2 separate regions of the Pan troglodytes genome follow, and region 1 is linked to region 2. The links are chromatin contacts, called in public HiChIP or PLAC-seq maps. All regions are on one chromosome and are shown on one strand. Each heading gives the region's core, a stretch centred on a gene start, on an enhancer-like site or on the middle of the called end of the contact. The rest is flanking DNA. Distances are from core to core; before and after follow the strand shown.

What was found. HiChIP or PLAC-seq counts read pairs in DNA pulled down with a chosen protein or histone mark.
Region 1: a contact with region 2 is called in an H3K4me3 HiChIP or PLAC-seq map of stem cell-derived excitatory neurons, with 12 times the contacts expected there. The contact joins the promoter of SYT6 here to the promoter of OLFML3 in region 2. A contact is called at or near these places in 1 of 7 Hi-C or Micro-C datasets (induced pluripotent stem cells) and 1 of 1 datasets of contacts at active chromatin or transcription factors (stem cell-derived excitatory neurons).

What each region holds. Positions count from the first base shown.
Region 1 is chr1:111,377,569-111,384,803 of NHGRI_mPanTro3-v2.0_pri, forward strand. It overlaps SYT6 (synaptotagmin 6), which reads right to left and starts at 4,581. Exons shown (of 7, transcript XM_054686173.2): 1 at 4,309-4,581. The coding sequence starts at 4,471. It overlaps LOC104002257 (ESX-1 secretion-associated protein EspK-like), which reads left to right and starts at 3,069. Exons shown (of 2, transcript XM_009428763.4): 1 at 3,069-3,314; 2 at 3,734-6,347. The coding sequence starts at 3,097. The coding sequence ends at 3,908.
Region 2 is chr1:111,204,703-111,211,196 of NHGRI_mPanTro3-v2.0_pri, forward strand. It overlaps OLFML3 (olfactomedin like 3), which reads left to right and starts at 2,715. Exons shown (of 3, transcript XM_514400.7): 1 at 2,715-3,153; 2 at 3,855-4,140; 3 at 4,471-5,775. The coding sequence starts at 3,040. The coding sequence ends at 5,291. HIPK1 (homeodomain interacting protein kinase 1) reads left to right here. Exons shown (of 16, transcript XM_054669397.2): 16 at 1-1,322.

The sequences.
Region 1 (7,235 bases), core at 3,331-5,830, 170 kb after region 2:
AAGCTCTGCCAGGGCTTGTAAGTTTATTAGGAGAACCGGTGTAATTAAAATTCAGGGCTGGGGGGAGGGGAGCAGAGGGCTTTTGCTTCCTTTCCTTCTTTCAGAGATCCAGCCTGAGCTACCAATGGGGATAATTAGCAGAGTCCAAACAGAGAAGGAATTAATGCTCCTGAAAAAGCTGTGATGAGGAGAGACAATGCCAAGCTAATTACGGCCGCACCAAGCTTTATGACTGGGCGCTCACTTCCACCATCATTAGGGGATTCAGAGCTAAATCGGAGACTAATGTGGAGTGTTACAGCTAACAGAACATTGGCACTAATTTAACAATTATTAATATTATTAGTTTGGTGGATGGTAACTGTACCTTTCTGCCTGAGGGGTCAGGGCATGTGGCCCTTCTGAATGTGGGATCAAGGCTGGAGTGATGGAGGTGGAGGGCAGACAGCCAGAAATTCTTTTCCCTCTATGCTTCTCTCCCTGTTTGTACCTGCAACTAGTGAGAGGAGGGGTCTGCCTGGGTCCTCGGGGAGCAAGAAAGAGTTCAGTGCTCCTAGAAGAAAGAAAGGAGGGATGAGGTTGTGTCATTATACTTGGAGGGTCCAGATCTGGATGCCCCTGTTTATTTCTACTTTCAGAGACTCCTCTGATTTCAGTTCCTAAGTGTGACTCAGTCCTTAGAGGCTTCTTTTCCTAAGCAAGAATAGAAAGGGTGCCACCCAGTTTAGTCGGGACTTTGTCTTAGCATGCTTTCCCCACTCCAGACAACCCTATACAGACCATAAAGAAACCTGGTTTGATCCAGATGCCTCAATGCCACTCCTCACTATTTGCAGCCACATGTTATACCCCTAACTCTGTGGACAGGGAAGATAAACTTCAGACAGTTAGAAGAGAACATGTCTTTTGTACAGAGCTTAGAGGGATGACACATACTGAAACCACCATCCCTACTTGACGTTCTCATCAAAGTCAGAGGGAGAAGAAAACTTCTAGAACTATAAATCTAAGGGCTCTACAACTCCTAGATACTGGACCCTGCTTCTAGAACTCTAAAGCTCAAAACACACTAGTCAGAATATCATCTCCTTGGGTTCTAAAGGATTGTGCATTGTACCTTTCCTCAAAAAGGGCAAAATCTGCAGAATTCCATCCTTCCAGTGAGAAGGACAAACATCACATAAATTTCATGGCCACAAGTAAACTGGAGTTAACCACTCCCGGCTGCCAGCCTAAGAAAAACAGGGAAGCTTGAGGTCTCCTGTCAGGTTTCTGCATTTGCTGGAGCACTTCTGGACCTCTGCTTGCTACCTTAAGTCCAGAACCCATGCTGACCATACCTAAACCTCTGCAGCTTGGCTTATGGAAAAAGTTCATTCATTTCTACAAGGCAAATGACACAATGAAAGGTGGAGAACTGCTTATTAGTGTTCACTTGGGGTGTATTAAGGAGAATAGCAGGACTATGGCTTCAGAGTTTTTAAAGAAAAAGGGGAAACTTGCTTTTAGTTTGGACAGTTTGTGTACAGGTGTTTCCAAGTCAGGGTCTGATTAACTGAGACTTCCTGTGCAATTCCTAGCACAGACTCTAGCCTATAGAGGAGTCTTAGCAAATGACAGTGGAGTCTGAATCTCAATCTCAGGGTGTTACTAGAAATCTGTAAGCTAGAGACTTAGAACAGGAAGAAGTCAAGGGAAAACATAAAATGGTAAACAGAGCTGGGCCTGCTCTAGCCACTTGCATTTTTCATAAAACTGCAACAAATGAAAAGCTCTAGCATTGTGCTGGTTGGAGAATCTGGACCCAGAGAGCAGGCTGGGAGGCGGAACAGCTGGAGCCTGGTCCTGAACTCCATGGCATCTCCCCAGACCCTCTGGTCACCTAAATTCTCAAAATCCCAAGGCCACTCTCAACCACTATCTTTCTCTTGCTATGATCAAAGGGTCTGCTCCTGCCTCCCCATATCCCTTTCAGCCTCCCAGCTTGGACCCTGGGCTTCCTGGGACTTGTGACTCAGCAGCCAAAGTTAAAGTTTTCCTGAGCTAACAACTAGAACTCATCTTCTGATGCAGCCTGCAGGGAAGGCATAGTAATTCATCTGGGCCTGCCGACTCTCACCCCTCAGGCTTTTCTCACCCTCAACCTGGCCATCCAGGCACCTGTCATTCCAGATTATGGGTATCTCTGTGGAGTCAGAACACCTGTGCCTCCCCCTACCAAGATGTGCTGCACACATACAGCCCTGCTCCACTTCCAGCAACTTCCACCGTCACCCCCAGCATTTCTGCCCTGAACAGACAGGAGAGTCAGCTTCCATCCCAGATGGAACTCCACAGGTATGTTCTCACCCTCTAGGCTCTGAGGGTCAGGATCAGCATTAAGGCTCCACTGGAGATGGATCATTGGTGGAAAAGATGGAAGGGAGCTGGGGAGTAGGGAGAGGCAGGAAGAGACTCCCTGATAGGGAAAATTCTGTGTCTGGTGTGTATGCGCGGTGTAGGAGGGGATGGCACCAGAGAACCAGAGTCTTATAATAATAACTTGTTAGGCTAATGTGTTCTGCGAATCTCCAAGGCAGGGAATCAACTTCCCCAACCTCCATCTCTGTACCACCCTCTAAAAGTTCTTTATGTCTAACCTCAGTCCCTTCTGCTGCAGTGATCAAACCATTGACTAAACACTGCCACAACTAGGGACAGCAGCGCCTCCTACGACCCTCACAGGGCTCAGGTGGGCTCCACTCACCCCAAGGCTGGATACAGCCCCCTCACACACACAAGCCTCCCCCTGGCCCACCGCCCCCTCCCCCGAACTGCTCCTCACGGGTATCTACCTCTATATACGACCTTTAACCTCAAGTGAAAGAAAACAGGACCCTGGGACCTGCAGCCGCTGGGGAGTTTACCCCACCTGTACCTGCTCCCAGAACCGCCGGTCCCTGGCTTCTCGTCCCTGGAGCAGCGCGTAGGGACCAAATTCCCGCCTCTGGCAGCCCCTTTCTCCCCTTCCCGCGCCAGCGGTGCAGAGCCACTGAGCAACTCCCGAGTGCTCCTAGGCCCAGCGCTACTGGGGTCGGGGTGGGGGAATAAGGAGGGATGGAGCCTGCAGAGCCTCCTGGAACCCCGGCGTCCTGGTCCTTGCAGGATCTCCCCACCCCCACTCCGCATTATCTCCAGGCCTCTCACTCCCCCAGCCCCTCCCCCACGGAGGGGACGCGACCCATTACTCCCTCCCGCCCCGGACCCTCCAGATATCGGGACAAAGAAGCCCCGCGGCAGCCGGCGAGCGTGGCTGCCGGGCACTGGTGCAGCAGGTAAATACCCTGGGCCGGCCGCCACGTCGCCGACCCTCCCGCAGCTCCCGCCGCCAGGGCGCGACACGCCATTCCCCCTGCCGCGACTCCCCGGAGACGCCGCAGCTGCGCGCCAGGGTCCAGCCCGGCGGGGATCGGGCTCGGGACTCACCCGCTCCGGCGAGCTCGACTCAGCTCGGGCTCCCGCCTCGGCTAGGCAGCCGCCTGGGGCTGCGTCCCGCGCAGGGTCAGCGCGGATCGGGCAGGAGGCGCCCTCTTGGCAAAGTCGGCTAGAGGCGCCAGCTCAGTCGCGCACCGGCCCCGAGTCCGAGTCCGAGAGGGACGGAGGGAGCGAGTTATAGGGGCGAGAGGGGTGGGGGAAGGACGCCGCAACACCCTCATACCCTCCCCCACCCCGCCCCCTGTCCCCCGCCCCCCAGCGGAGACGCGGAAAACCACTCGCAGCCGGAGAGACACCCGGACACAAAGACCTCGTGCCAGCCGCAGACCCAAGTTTCTCCCGGAGAGACTGGGGGTCCGCCCGCGTTCACCGCGAGAACACACAAACGGACGGACAGACCGACGCACGGACCCGGGGACCTCGACACTCGCTAGGAGGCAAGCTCTATTCCTCAGCCGGGCGCCCCTCGTCTCCCGCTCTCTCCATGGACCCCTATCCTGGCAAATCGCCCGCAGAGCGAGCTTGGAGATGCGAGGGAAACTGAAGCCCCGAGGGTGCCCCGTCCTGGGAGCCTGGCTGTCTGCGGGGTCCCCCGCATTCCGCAGTAGTAATACAGGAGGGCCGGGGGCTTCTACCCCCACCCCCGCTCCCCTTCGGGTCTCTCCTGGCTGTGCAAGCGATGGGCCAGAGGGCTGGACGAGGCTGGCTCCCAATCCAGAATCCCGAGCTGGGGAGTTCTCTCTAGGTTCTGGGGCTCCTGGGACCGGGGCTTTGGGGAAGGGAGACCGCAGGACGGATGTCCAGGAAGGGAGGGGGCCCTGGGTCTCCCGTTACCTGCGCCTGCCGCGCTGGGACTCCGCTCTGGGGGCTGCAGCTCGAAGCTCCGACAAGTCTCCACGTCCAGCCCGAGAGGGGGCGGCCGGGCCCGGCACAGCGAGGCGAGGACCGCGAGCGCCTCCTGGCACCGAGGCCCGCCGGCCCCCCACACTCCGCTCATGCCCTAGACACCCAGGCTTGCCGAGCAGCAGCTCGAACCCGCGCCCCGGCCGCACTGGGGCGGGGCACGACGGCCCCAAGAAGACCCTCCCTGCAGCGGCCCCCTGCGGCTCCGCTCTGCTTTTAATCACTTCCCCGCAGGGTCCCCGCCCCTCACGTGGCATCCCGCGGCAGCTGGCAAGTCTGGCGCCTCGCGGCCGCCCCCTCTACACTCAGGGACTGGCCTGAGTCCGGGGGGTGGGGGTTTCGAGGCGGGAAGCCGGGCTGTCCCGAATCTCGGAGGGTGCAAGGCCAGGAAAGAGTCCGGGTTCCCACTCCGCATTCACTGCCTGGTGTGACCTTGGGCGTCTCTGAGCCTCAATTTTCGTCTCCGTAAAGGAGGTGTAATGATTTTAAGTACTTCACGGACTCCCTGGGGATACAAAGATCGTGTTTGTGAAAACACTGGGTAAACTGCCACATGCCACACGAATGACAGAGAAATAGATAACCCCGTAACAGAAAGAGCGACGGTCAGGCAGGGTCTGGGAGGACCTTGGCCGAGGTTCCTGACGGGAGCAGTTAGACTGGCCCCCGAGTCCCAGCTTCGGAGGTAGAAGACCCCAAGACAGGCGGGCGATGCGAACTGCAAGACTTTCCGAGCTCCGCAATCCTGCGGTCCGCGGTACCCGCATGTTGCTATGGCGACGGGAGGCAGCGGCCGTCTCTCTCCATGGCAACGGGAGGGAAAAGTTTCTGGCGAACAGGAATGGGGGGTCATTTCAAGAGGGCGCAGGGCGCTCAGTTCCGCCGACCCACCTCCTTGCTTCGGTGAAACAGCACCAGAGATCATGTATCTTTCTGCTAAGCATAACAAGAAAGACAGAAAGCTCAACGGGAGGATTGAGGCTAGACTTAAAGTAGAGATCCCCTCAGAAACTGTGGAGTGAGGCCCAGGAACAGATTGGCTGAGAGGCTTCGAGCTGCCTCACTCAGCGCTGGAAGTCTGTGAGCCATGGTCAGGGAGGCCGGGGGACCAGCGCCCTGCAGGGGCCTATCTCGGGAGTCTCTTGATCTACACCTGTCGGCGGTGGGGCCCCTTCTGAGTGGGGCTCGCCTGAAGCCCCAGACTCAGGTCCATTTGCTCTCCCGGAGCTGGGAAGGAAGCTTTAGCTGCAGCCCCTGGAAGCTGCTGGGTTGGTGTATGCCCGAGTGGCTGGCGAGGGAGAAAGGTCTTGCCTCTTAATTAACACGCTTATTGGAAGTGACTCGGACAATGACTCACGTTCCGGAGGGAGGAGATTCGGAGCCTTAGCTCCTGGCGGTCTCCACTGCGCGCCATCTGTGCCAACCGGCCCTTGGACTTGCGATCCCCTAGCAGCTAGTGCCTGGGGCACCAAGGGCTAAAGCAAGGCCTGTGAGGACCCTGGCCCAGCCAGGCGGCTTTTCCACCGTGAGGCGCTCCCTGGCTCTGTCCACGGTGCTGAAGACCCAGTTGGTGCTACCATCGCGTGAGCATAAGTTTAGGGGACGAGGGAGAGGCAATTGTTGAAGGTTCGCAGCTTCCACCCTGACCCCTGTGCCTGTGATAGCAGAAGGCTAGGAACTCAGGCAGGGACCAAGCAGACACGACGCAGGCGATACTGTGCAATCCGGGCTACCTTCCTGCTGGAGGTGTTTGGTTGCTGTTCCAAGAACAAGTGGGGCTCTGGCATCCCTATTCGCCTTCCTGGTGCTTCTGAAAACCCACCTGAGGAGCCTAGAGGCCCCATTAACTTCTTTTCCATCACCCGATGCACATCTCAGCACCCAGAAGAGCCTCTGGCTACACGCTTATTAGCAGTTTCCCAAGTGGCAGGTTTGTGTTTATGTAAAATACAAATGGAGAACTGCTCTTTGCCCGTGTTTATGGCAACTCTGTCACTCCCCTGCTATTTCTCCCTCCCCCTCGCGAGTTCCTGGGGGAAATTCACAGAACAAAGCGCCTTGTTTTGCCTTTGCATAGAATGAAAAAACACAGGACCATTCCAAGGGCCCAGACCTGTGATGCAGGGAAATCAATATTTTGCTTACATCGAGTGGGGGAATTTGCATCTAAACTGAAGGCAAAGGAGCTTGTTTGGAGCAGAGCAGGTGGCAGGAGCCGAGAATTAACAGATAATTTCTCATTGTTCCCGGATTCAGCCTCCACACTCGGCAGGCGCTTCTGCAGCGTCTCTGGCGCCCCGGCAGCAGCTCCGGACCTGGCATTTCTCAATCTAGCAGTGTGAAGGAGCTGCTGCCCTGATAGGGCTGCAGAAACAGGTTAGGGCCCCTGGGTCAGTCAATAGCTATTGAAGTTGGATTGTAGGAGTTAGGGTGTGTGAGAGAGACAGAGAGAAAGAAACAGAGACAGAAATAGAGGCAAGAGACAGATACAAATGAGAGAGACAGAGGATGAGACAGAGATACAGAGAGACAGTTATAGGAAATAGAGAACAGAGAAACAGACAGGGAGACAGATGTACAGGTAAAGAAACACACATTCAGAAGGAGACATTAAGATAAAGCCTCACCCTAGTTGTCCTCTTTAGCCCGCTACCTCCCCCAGCCCCCAGATCAATTGCTGATACCACTGTGGTCACATAACCAGCCACAAAGCAGAAAAATTCTTCATGTAATGATGGAAACTTTTTGTCTCTCAAACCCCTTTGCCCTGCAAACCCAACCCCCAAACACACCTTTGCTTCTTCCCATATGAAGAGATAAAATTCAGAGTCCCAGGGTCCCACCAAGAGCTGGGAGGG
Region 2 (6,494 bases), core at 1,465-3,964:
TGCACCCCAGTCCAATAAGCAGATACCACTTAAGATAGGAGTCTAAACTCCACAGAAAAGGATAATACCAAGAGCTTGTATTGTTACCTTAGTCACTTGCCTAGCAGTGTGTGGCTTTAAAAACTAGAGATTTTTCAGTCTTAGTCTGCAAACTGGCATTTCCGATTTTCCAACATAAAAATCCACCTGTGTCTGCTGAATGTGTATGTATGTGCTCACTGTGGCTTTAGATTCTGTCCCTGGGGTTAGCCCTGTTGGCCCTGACAGGAAGGGAGGAAGCCTGGTGAATTTAGTGAGCAGCTGGCCTGGGTCACAGTGACCTGACCTCAAACCAGCTTAAGGCTTTAAGTCCTCTCTCAGAACTTGCATTTCCAACTTCTTCCTTTCCGGGTGAGAGAAGAAGCGGAGAAGGGTTCAGTGTAGCCACTCTGGGCTCATAGGGACACTTGGTCACTCCAGAGTTTTTAATAGCTCCCAGGAGGTGATATTATTTTCAGTGCTCAGCTGAAATACCAACCCCAGGAATAAGAACTCCATTTCAAACAGTTCTGGCCATTCTGAGCCTGCTTTTGTGATTGCTCATCCATTGTCCTCCACTAGAGGGGCTAAGCTTGACTGCCCTTAGCCAGGCAAGCACAGTAATGTGTGTTTTGTTCAGCATTATTATGCAAAAATTCACTAGTTGAGATGGTTTGTTTTAGGATAGGAAATGAAATTGCCTCTCAGTGACAGGAGTGGCCCGAGCCTGCTTCCTATTTTGATTTTTTTTTTTTTAACTGATAGATGGTGCAGCATGTCTACATGGTTGTTTGTTGCTAAACTTTATATAATGTGCGGTTTCAATTCAGCTTGAAAAATAATCTCACTACATGTAGCAGTACATTATATGTACATTATATGTAATGTTAGTATTTCTGCTTTGAATCCTTGATATTGCAATGGAATTCCTACTTTATTAAATGTATTTGATATGCTAGTTATTGTGTGCGATTTAAACTTTTGCTTTCTCCCTTTTTTTGGTTGTGCGCTTTCTTTTACAACAAGCCTCTAGAAACAGATAGTTTCTGAGAATTACTGAGCTATGTTTGTAATGCAGATGTACTTAGGGAGTATGTAAAATAATCATTTTAACAAAAGAAATAGATATTTAAAATTTAATACTAACTATGGGAAAAGGGTCCATTGTGTAAAACATAGTTTATCTTTGGATTCAATGTTTGTCTTTGGTTTTACAAAGTAGCTTGTATTTTCAGTATTTTCTACATAATATGGTAAAATGTAGAGCAATTGCAATGCATCAATAAAATGGGTAAATTTTCTGACTTATGTGGCTGTTTTTGACTTCTGTTATAGGATATAAAGGGGATCAATAAATGACATCTTTGAAAGTGGCTAAGCATATTGTATTTGAACATCAGTAGAGTACTAGAGACAATTTCATTCTTCATACAAATCTCCATACTGGAAATGAATAGGGTTTGGCAGGGAATACTTCCCAAGAATGCAGTGTCCAGGGTCCTTACTTCACATCATCTGGATCTGACCCTTTGAAAGAGGTAGAAGACTTCTGAGACCGGCTAATTAAGCTTTGTTTCCTCATATATTTTGCCAAATAGCAGTAGCAGAATGAAAAGATGAGTAACCACAGGAAGCTGCTATTTTTCCCCTCCTTTCAAACTGTACTGTTAGAGGCATGGTCCTTTTTACAGAAGGAACCTCTCTTATCAGATTCTGTTGATTCTAAAGTGAATAGAATTTCTCCCGATAAAGAAATAGGGGTTTGTTTCAATTAATGACTGCAGGTCTCTGAGTAAATGCTCTATTTGATTTTTTTTTTCGGCTCGTGTGTCAGGCCAAGTCTACCTTATGGTGGCCATTAATTCATTTTGGGCTCCTGCAGCCTTAGTTGGGATATAGAAATGAGAAACACTCAGAAATACCCTTTTGGACCACAACCAAGAGAAATAACCAATAGTCTTTTCTCCCAGTGGTAAGGAAGTCAGAATACATTGATCTAGACTGCAACAACACATATATATATATCAGATTCCGCCCCCCCGCAATACATGAATGTATAGTAAATTAGTGTGAACTCACTGAACACTCCTCAGTTTTGGTGAGAGACTATATCTGGCCTCTTTCAAGCAAAGGAAAGCCATGTAAAACAGCGCTGCTGTCAGCCTTAACTTCCAGACGATCGAGTTAATTTACTAACTTCTCAGTGACCTGGTTTTTTTTTTTTTTTTAATCTCAGTTATATTTTCTTCCTTGGGCTAAATCAGATATTTGCATAGCCCCCAAAGTAGTAATTGGATAGTCTTGGGGGAAATATGCATTTTAGTGGTGAAAACCCCTGTAAATTCAATATATTTGGCTTTTGTGGAATATTTTCCTCATGGGGTGAAGTCTAAGCCTTAGTTTCTGTATTAATCGTGAGAGATGACACCAGCTGCTTAGCACAAGGTGGCGCCAATGAGCTTTAGAATAAGTTGGGCTTGACCACTTGGGCCATTTTTTTCCTGCTTCCTCCCTTCAAGCCTCACCTCCCCAGCTCCCAGCTTCTACTGAACAAGGCTGAAAACAACCCACTCTATTGCAGGGAAAGGGAAGGATTAATGAAAAATGTCAGTTTCTTAAGTCAGCACTGGTGAAACTTTCCTAAAACAGGAATGGCGTTTGCTGAGTTTTCTCTGGGGTCTCTGCTTTCTGCAGCTAGCTTCCCTGCTTGACTGCCTGGAAGGCCTCTGCCTTCGGGTTTCCATCTCTTTCCCCTCCAGAGGAGCCTACAGCCTAGGCGGGAGGTGGTTAAGGCTTCTGGCTGCTGTGCAATGGGGCCATCTGTGTTTGATCAATCCTGGCGGAGAGGAGGGGGTGGGGGTTGTAAAGAGACTGAAAGCATTCCAGAGTAGTGAGAGAGACCCAGAGATCAGAAGGAGAGAAGGCACCGCCCCCACCCCGCCTCCAAAGCTAACCCTCGGGCTTGAGGGGAAGAGGCTGACTGTACGTTACTTCTACTCTGGCACCACTCTCCAGGCTGCCATGGGGCCCAGCACCCCTCTCCTCATCTTGTTCCTTTTGTCATGGTCGGGACCCCTCCAAGGACAGCAGCACCACCTTGTGGAGTACATGGAACGCCGACTAGCTGCTTTAGAGGTGAGGGACCCCTTTCTCTTCTAGCCCAGCCTAGAAGGATTCCAGGGCTATTGGTTCAACCAGTTTGTTAGGGATCTGGGGATAACAAGAAAGGGCTCTGTTAGAGTCTACAGAAAATTCTCTCTTAATAAAAGGACCTTCGGAATGACAAGCCCTCCTCTTACCCCACATAGAACAATTCCAAAGCAAATCGACTTTTGCGTTTTACCTCTGGGATTAGATAGAATAAGGGGGCAGAGTGGAAACGAGAGCCAAGATTGTGGGGCTGCATCTCCAGAGAAGGTGATGATTCTGTTGAAGTTGGAGGTTCCCAGGGAATCTATAACTTCCTGTCTTTTTAACAGGTTGAGATCTGTAGCATTTTAGTGTCCGAGAGGATAATTGCTAAGGGAGCAGAGCCCTCTTCACACCTTCATGCGCTTAGACCTGCCTAGAGGCTCAGATGGCTCAGTGGCACTGCTCACAGAGAACACAGGCTGGAGGACATGGAGTCGGGGTAGGGGCCTAGGTGAATCTCAGCTAGGCTGTTTGCACATTTAGCACCTCTGCACATCTGGTTTCCTTTTCTGCAGGAGTGGAAGGGGATATTGAAGCCTGGCTGAGTTTGCTCTTTTTTTCCCATTCCTGACTCCCGAGTTGGGCCTCTCCCTGCCTGGGAGTTGTAACCCTGCAGCCTCCCTCCTGATCCCCCATCCCTTCAGGAACGGCTGGCCCAGTGCCAGGACCAGAGTAGTCGGCATGCTGCTGAGCTGCGGGACTTCAAGAACAAGATGCTGCCACTGCTGGAGGTGGCAGAGAAGGAGCGGGAGGCACTCAGAACTGAGGCCGACACCATCTCCGGGAGAGTGGATCGTCTGGAGCGGGAGGTAGACTATCTGGAGACCCAGAACCCAGCTCTGCCCTGTGTAGAGTTTGATGAGAAGGTGACTGGAGGCCCTGGGACCAAAGGCAAGGGAAGAAGGAATGAGAAGTACGATATGGTGACAGGTAAATAATCTGAAAGCAGGCCCCTAACTCTCTCAGAACCGATATTCTTCCTTCCTTGCTTCTTACTCTTTTTTTCGCTTTGTCCCAGTCCATTGTGGCTCTGTCTTCTGGAATCTGTTTTAGGGAAACCTCTGTAATGCCAGGTCTATTAAAGAGAGGTTCTGGGGATCCAGGCCGCTGTGGTACCCGCTCTTTCTCAATTCTCCCTAAGAGTGGAGGCAACCACTGGGCAAATGCTCACTATTCTCCAGATCACCTACCCTAGGGGAGTTCCTGCTGGAGGCATCTAATTCTTGTCTCTATTTCCTTTTCCTGTGCTTTTCTCATCAGACTGTGGCTACACAATCTCTCAAGTGAGATCAATGAAGATTCTGAAGCGATTTGGTGGCCCGGCTGGTCTATGGACCAAGGATCCACTGGGGCAAACAGAGAAGATCTACGTGTTAGATGGGACACAGAATGACACAGCCTTTGTCTTCCCAAGGCTGCGTGACTTCACCCTTGCCATGGCTGCCCGGAAAGCTTCCCGAGTCCGGGTGCCCTTCCCCTGGGTAGGCACAGGGCAGCTGGTATATGGTGGCTTTCTTTATTTTGCTCGGAGGCCTCCTGGAAGACCTGGTGGAGGTGGTGAGATGGAGAACACTTTGCAGCTAATCAAATTCCACCTGGCAAACCGAACAGTGGTGGACAGCTCAGTATTCCCAGCAGAGGGACTGATCCCCCCCTACGGCTTGACAGCAGACACCTACATCGACCTGGCAGCTGATGAGGAAGGTCTTTGGGCTGTCTATGCCACCCGGGAGGATGACAGGCACTTGTGTCTGGCCAAGTTAGATCCACAGACACTGGACACAGAGCAGCAGTGGGACACACCATGCCCCAGAGAGAATGCTGAGGCTGCCTTTGTCATCTGTGGAACCCTCTATGTCGTCTATAACACCCGTCCTGCCAGTCGGGCCCGCATCCAGTGCTCCTTTGATGCCAGCGGCACCCTGACCCCTGAACGGGCAGCACTCCCTTATTTTCCCCGCAGATATGGTGCCCATGCCAGCCTCCGCTATAACCCCCGAGAACGCCAGCTCTATGCCTGGGATGATGGCTACCAGATTGTCTATAAGCTGGAGATGAGGAAGAAAGAGGAGGAGGTTTGAGGAGCTAGCCTTGTTTTTTGCATCTTTCTCACTCCCATACATTTATATTATATCCCCACTAAATTTCTTGTTCCTCATTCTTCAAATGTGGGCCAGTTGTGGCTCAAATCCTCTATATTTTTAGCCAGTGACAATCAAATTCTTTCAGCTCCTTTGTTTCATACAGAACTCCAGATCCTGAGTAATCCTTTTAGAGCCCAAAGAGTCAAAACCCTCAATGTTCCCTCCTGCTCTCCTGCCCCATGTCAACAAATTTCAGGCTAAGGATGGCCCAGACCTAGGGCTCTAACCTTGTATGCGGGCAGGCCCAGGGAGCAGGCAGCAGTGTTCTTCCCCTCAGAGTGACTTGGGGAGGGAGAAATAGGAGGAGACGTCCAGCTCTGCCCTCTCTTCCTCACTCCTCCCTTCAGTGTCCTGAGGAACAGGACTTTCTCCACATTGTTTTGTATTGCAACATTTTGCATTAAAAGGAAAATCCACTGCTCCTCTCCTGTGTTTGTTTGGGGTAGCCCTCAGATCAAACTTCCCCCGACCATCCATTTTCTCCCTCCCAACCCATCCCCACTCCTTGAGCCATATTAAAGACTTGGCGGGGCTCCCTTTGCTGAGGAAGAGTTTACTGTGAGGCGCCTGGGGGAAGTGGCAGAATCCCGCCACTTTAGGAGGCTGGACGAAAGGCCTCCTTCCACACCCACCGCCATCCACAGCAGCCAATCCACAGCAGCCATCCTAGAACCTCAGTGGCACCGTGCCTCTGGCTGTGAGACACTGGGGCCCAGGGCAGAGATTCCAGTTCCGATTCTCAGAGGATTTTGAACTACAAAATGCATGTTAGTTGCATTGCATTCTAGTGTGGAAACCAGAGCCCTGAATGCCTGTGTTTTTAGTAAGAGCTGAAGTCTCCCCTCTAAAGTGGACTCTGCCCCGCACCCCAGACCTCCACTCCCACCTCCAGCGTTGTGCTCCTGCAGGGCCAGGTTGCACAATCATTCTTGGTCTGGACCGCTCTGATTTTCCTGCTGCCACAGCGTCTGCGGTTTGTGCAGGGAGGAGGGGCAGTGACCGTGTCCCAGATGTTGGCCTTACACGGTCTGCAGCCTATTCTTGCTTTCCTTTTCTCCACTCTCATCACCCTCACCTACCCACTCCAGCCCTGAACCTGGCTGAAGCCCGTCAGGACTTCTGGAAACTTAACCCTCTCTG